Linked DNA regions of Arachis hypogaea: region 2 is linked to region 1. Evidence: chromatin contacts called from public Hi-C data. All regions are on one chromosome and are shown on one strand. Each heading gives the region's core, a stretch centred on a gene start, on an enhancer-like site or on the middle of the called end of the contact. The rest is flanking DNA. Distances are from core to core; before and after follow the strand shown.

Evidence for each region. A called contact is a pair of places that touch in the nucleus more often than the background predicts.
Region 2: a contact with region 1 is called in a Hi-C map of an unstated tissue, with 3 times the contacts expected there. The contact joins the enhancer-like site here to the promoter of LOC112775037 in region 1. A contact is called at or near these places in 3 of 8 Hi-C or Micro-C datasets (leaf and an unstated tissue).

The regions. Positions count from the first base shown.
Region 1 is chr19:137,665,198-137,668,331 of arahy.Tifrunner.gnm2.J5K5, forward strand. LOC112775037 reads right to left here and starts at 1,614. Exons shown (of 2, transcript XM_072228053.1): 1 at 432-1,614. The coding sequence starts at 1,282.
Region 2 is chr19:137,867,000-137,870,133 of arahy.Tifrunner.gnm2.J5K5, forward strand. No RefSeq gene overlaps it. Among protein-coding and RNA genes, the nearest start is that of LOC112778847, 19 kb to the right of the region's middle. Within about 2 kb of position 1,417, at least 3 of the 3 cell types and tissues checked have open chromatin away from gene starts, as enhancers often do.

The DNA of each region.
Region 1 (3,134 bases), core at 364-2,863:
TCTCAAAATGCCTATAAATGTGAAGACATATTTGGACCTTGATGCATAAAACTGACTTATTCTTGAGGCAGAAATCAATAAGGTTGAACTGTGACATTTGGTTGGACCAGCTTTTAGTGTGTGATAATTTAAGCAAAACTTGTAAACGAGAGATAGACCTATAGAGAGGATTCACTAGCCATTTCTTGCGCTTGCTCAACCAAATCATTGTCCAACTCGAAGAAAGTAAAACAATGACAGCATATATCTCAAGTAAAATAGCTCCAATAAAGAGCACAAAAGTAATAACCCGCTCATTCTCCTTGTGGTTTATGTCTACGGAATGACAAAAGACAACAAATGCAGAGATTGTACAAGAAATGCTCACAAATTTGGCGAAAATGCCAAGACGGGTGTATGTGAAAATTGCCTTTGTGTATAGAATGTCATACATTAATCCAAGTTCAATCTCAACCACTTGAAAAGCATGTTCACAGGAGTTGCTCCTAAAGAAGCTTTGGCTGCTCTTGTGGTCTTGGAAACTAAGGATGAGATCTGAGAATAGGCACTTGAAAATCCTGAAGAAATAGAATCCGTCGCGTAAACATGAAGCATTTGCAATACTGTTATTCAATGCTGCACTTTGGGTCAATGGTGGTGCAGGAGCAGTTTTAATCACTTTCCCTAAAGAAACTCTGTATCCTTCAGCCTTTTTTGCAGAGTAGTCATCCATAAATTTGGCATAATTCGGTCCAGGGTCTGGCGCTGGAATGATGGATTCTCTGAAATTTTGGCTGCTTCCGGACCTCAAAGACCAAGTCCTCTCACCATATTTGATCATTCCTGCCACAATCAATGGAATGGTAACATAATTAAGATGTCCCCCTTTCCATGACTTGTAGACCACGTAAACTGCCACATAGCACTGGTAGAATAAGCCAATCAGGTGTCGCAGCCAAAGTTCATTATCCTCAAGAGAATATGCAGTGATTGTGTCAGGGCCACCGAGATGCGCGAGAAGGAAAGGTGCCCAAGAAGCCATAACTACGAACTTGGATTCCAGGTCTTTCGATGAATCTCTCATGTCTTCAGAAAGAATACCAAGAGCGATGGTCGCTATCCAGTCCGCGGACAGATAGAAGCACCAGACCACGAATTGCATTATTGCATTGTTTTTGTACTTCCTTCGACTCCCTAAAAGTATCAGAGCCGTTTGCAAGAAGAGACTCACCAGAACCAGAATTTGTAGTTCCAACAAATTCCACAGTGTTGGTAGTTTTTGAATGATCCGTCTGATATTCATCTTTGCTGAAAGATGAAATTATACTTGCTCAAAGTTTGATGATACTTGTCATTAGGGAGGGATCATCACACATAAAAGGTGCAACTCACCAAAGAGACTAGTTTTGGATTGGATTGCCTTTTGAATAAAAAATTATTTTTATATAATTATAAAAATGTTTGAATATAATTTTAAAAAAGTTATTTAATAAAAAAAATCTTCTTAAAAATAAAAATAGTTAGTACTTTTTAAAAAAAAATCAATCAAAAATTCAAAACCCCTTAAAATAGAGATGATATTTCTCCCGGTATTGTCCGCCGAAGAGATGGATAGGGAGGGGTTATTTTTTTTTGTTGGAAACACAGATACAGTCAACTTCACGTAAAGTTATACCTCAGAGCCGTTAAATGATTTGACTGATTTAACTAAATTTTCATCTAACGACTTTGAAGTTTGAGGTATCAACTTCATGTGAAGTCGACTTTACCTGAGTTTTCACCTTTTTTTTTTTTTTCGTGAAGTCAGAATACCAGTTTTCCGTGAAGTCAATTTTAACTAATTAATTAAAAAAATAAGTTTATTATAAAACAAAACAAAAAATAATTTTACTTTTGTCGATTTTTAGCAAATTGATGGTGGTTTGATATCTAGTAGTCTGGGAGCGAAACCTACTCTTCTTTGCAGGTACTAGTTTTCTAGAAGTGCATCAAAGTGTCTTCGATTAGATGGGATTTGAAAATAAAGATAAATTAAATTATGTAATTTAAGATAAAAGATGACAAAATAAATTTTTCGAAAAGAAAATATTAACTGGAAACGAAGAAAATGCGTTGAAATTAAACAAGGCAATAAAATGCCTTCAACTGAGTCAAAGGGCTTTAACATAAAAAGTAAAGGTACTGAAATGTAAATTGAACATGGAAGTTAAAGATTGCTTAAAAGATAAACTTACTTGAAAAATAGAGTTTACAGAAAATGTAAATGAAAAATTAAAAACATGGAAGGAACCCTATAGAAATTGAACTCGAATGCAGACTCAGAAATTTGTTGGGGATGTGAGTGTGCTTGAGTGTTTTCTGAAGTAAAGTTCCAACCCTAATTTCCTAAGGCTTCTTAGTATTTATAATCTATCTTTGGTAACTGACAATTAATTACAATTAATTACAATTAACTATAAATTTAAAATTTTGAATGCTTTCTCCTTCGTAACTGTTCCCGCCTTTTGATTTTCCACATTCCCTATAATTTCCTCGCATGATGAAAAATCCTTAACTTCTTCACTACTATAACTACTCGAATCAACTTTTCGAATAACCAATTCAGATATCCCATTCGATTTGACTCACTCGATTTATCAGGAAGCCTCAAAATCGAATCCGTGTTAAGAACCTCCATCTAACGCTTGCACACGTGTCACTGATTATGTTTTCAACCACTTTATCAATTTGAACAATTCACCTTTATCGAAAATATTTTTTCGATCAACAAATTACCCCTTGAATTAATGTGTTTGTCTTTGATAACTTTATCGGAAGATAAAACGCTTAATCCAAATTCAAACTTAAATTTTAAAATCAGTAATAACTATCATTTAACCTCCCATCAATACTGACCCACTCGATACGTTTTCCGAGACTCACGCTTCTCCTTCCTTTCACTTTAACTTCCTCGCGAAGTTATCCCTTTTCACATTCTTTCTACAGTAATGGCTATAGTAGCACTTTAAATTCACCAATCTCCCCTTTATTCAAACTTTTCTTGAACTCATCATTCTCTGCATCCTTCTTATATTATCAAATCTCCAACTTTGTATTTTCTTTCCTCCATTTTACAATGGCCACTTCTTCTTCTCATGCTACTGTTCAAGACAAAG
Region 2 (3,134 bases), core at 167-2,666, 200 kb after region 1:
TCACGGGTATACAAATCGTGTTTTGTGGAGTAGGGATACGAGTTCCGTTCTTTCGGTTTTTCCTGTTTGGGGTTCAGGGCTCATGGTTGAAGTTTCTGGACTCAAGTTTATGGTTGAGTGTTTACGCTCTCCTATTTGCGGTTTAATGTGACATTTTATTTTCACTACAATGGATTAACAACTCATTTGCATTAATCATGAATCTCATCTTCATTTTGTCTCGTCCTTACTTCTTTCACTATTTCATAAATACCACTATTTCATCACCTCCACTTAGAATACACCGAAGACCGATTGTTTTCTTATTTTACATTCTACGCGTCAAAAATTTTATTTTCACATTGGAGGCATAGCCACATCCATACTAACCAAGCTCACTTCTTCTTTTGCCTTCTTTTAATTAACATTAATACTTAGAAAAAAAATAAGTAATCGTAACACTGCACACTGGACTAAAGATTTTACATTCAGTAATTATATCACAAACTGATGACAGATACTGACAAATTTATACTACGATACAAAAAATAATACATAAAAATATTAAATTAATTTTTGTTCCTAAATCCTAAACTCCCAATCCTACCGCTAATTTTATTCACACTAATTTCCAAAATCCAAACCCTACACTCAAATTCTAAAATCTAAAGTATATTACCTTTAAAAGAAATTTTCATTACAATTTTTTGGCAAAATTGACTATATCATACATCTATTTTTAATATAATAATGTCCAACCACATATTAAATATTGTTTAACTCACATTTATTATATTAAATTAATAATTTTTTTTATCTTTTATATATATATATATATATATATATATATATATATATATATATATTTATTTATTCTATTTGGGTCAGAAACCCTTCAATTATATGTTCTTCATATAACATCATTTGGTCATTTTTTTTTTGTCTCCGGACCCATTCATTGCAAAGACTTGCATTGCTCCACTTATGCATATGAAGCTTGTCCAAAAAAAAAATTAAAACCAAACGAAGCCTTCTCCTGCCTCAACGTGGGAAGCTCGGCTCTGTAGTGGGCACAAATCATTCTCCACACAATTTCACGCTGCACCCACTTGCATGGCTCATGGACACGTGTTGTCATTGCCTTTTTCTCATCCAAAATCTGTAAATCTTTAAAAATTGGGGTTATGTACATTATAATTTTCCAAAAAATAATTAATTTATTAAAAGCTGTTCACGTGCTCTGCTGTACGGATGTAGAACATTTTTTTCAAAAATGGTAGGCCCGCCATAGACGTCAAATATAATTAAAAAAATTTGAACAGTTGTAAACTTTGTTTTTTTGGTCAAGTAAATTGAATAGCCTTAATCTTAAACCTTCCATCCATGCTCCTCACACCCACATAATACACTCATATATATATGTCATTTGTGCTAGATTTTCGCTGCAACGGTTGTACAAGAAGGTACATAGATCCACGCTGGGAGTGTAACCAGTTTAACGTTGTGCAGTGTTTCAAATTTCGTGTTTGCCAAAGTTACATGAAAAGAGGCTTGGTGTGTATTTTTTTTTTTTTTTGGACTTAGCTACTATTGCTTAAAACTGGCTCGTCCGTAAAAGTTGGGTTTATGGGTGTGGACCTTATGACAATAGTGTTTTATCTTTCGACAAACACGGGTTGAATTTTTTTTGTTCATTCGGTATTAATTTTTGGCTGAAGGATTTTAAGATATAAATCCCAATCAAATTTTGATTAAAAACAACATAATAATATATATATATATATATTCCGAAATGTCATATAAAATAACATCTGCGAAGCTTTGAAAACATATATGGTTACAAAGTGACGGATTTTTTTATTAAAATAAAAATATATTTCCAAAAATAAATTAAACTAATATTATATTCCGAATCTAATTTTTTTATATTCTAGATTCTTTTTTTTTTTTTTGAGTTTTTATGAAGTTCGCCAAATTTGTCGATGAACTTTATTAATTGTTTTAAAATTGGCTTAACTCTTTGACAAACTTCTAAAAATTACACAAAGTTCGCTTAAAAAAGAGGTAAATTTGACTGTAATTCCTGAAATTTACCTAAGCTAGAGGCGAACTTTCTTGCACTGTACCTCCATTATTTTTTTTATTAGATTTATCTTTATTTTTTTATTTTATACCATAATTAAATATTAATAAGTATAATAAAATAATTATTTATTAATATTTTTTATAATATTCACTAATATTTTTATTGTACTCATTGATACCTTTATAGTATAACGAATATTTTTTATTTTAAATTCAATTAACAGTAGTGTATCAATATTTGTTAACATATTTATGGATTAAATAATTTAATAAATACACATGTATGTTCATATTGGTACACATAGGTCCTTGACAGCGGCACCTTAGGGCTAAAGGAAGTCGATCGCTGCCATAAAAGAAATTTGGATCTCACATCTTAACCCCATAAATAATTTAGTTTCAGATAACTTTTAGAATAATAATAATAATAATAGCTAATTATTCAAAAACAAGTTTATTTAATTGAAGTTATTAGTATTTTATAGTTTTTATTAAAAATTAATTGAGATAATATATAAAGTATTAAATAATATTTTTAAATTAATTAAGATAATATATTTATATATCATTTATTTATTTTCATCTTTTTATGTAATATTATTATCCACAACAAAATGGTATAAAGTGGTTTAGTAAATAATTTTTAGACATAATTTTTAATTATTTTTCTCAATATAAATACATGCACATTAAAATATTTAATTAGTTATTTTCGCTAGAAATTATATTACTTTTAAGAGTGATTTCAATGTTTTTTCAAAAAAATATTTGTGCTTTTACCAAGTGAATCTTGTTTAGAGGAATAATACTTGTGTTTTGAGAGTACGGTGTAAAAAATTTTATAGCATATGCTATTGATCAACAACACATAAAGATAATGAAAAAAATTTATTATAAATATCTAATTGAGGAAGATAATAGTTTTATTTACAAAAAATATTATTTTATTATTTATAGCATGTATTTAATTATTTTTAGATAGACGAATATAATAAAATTAGCTTAAAGATTAGGCAAAGTTCAACCCATTTACAAAATTGGTTGAAAGATTAGGCGAAATTTAGGAAAAT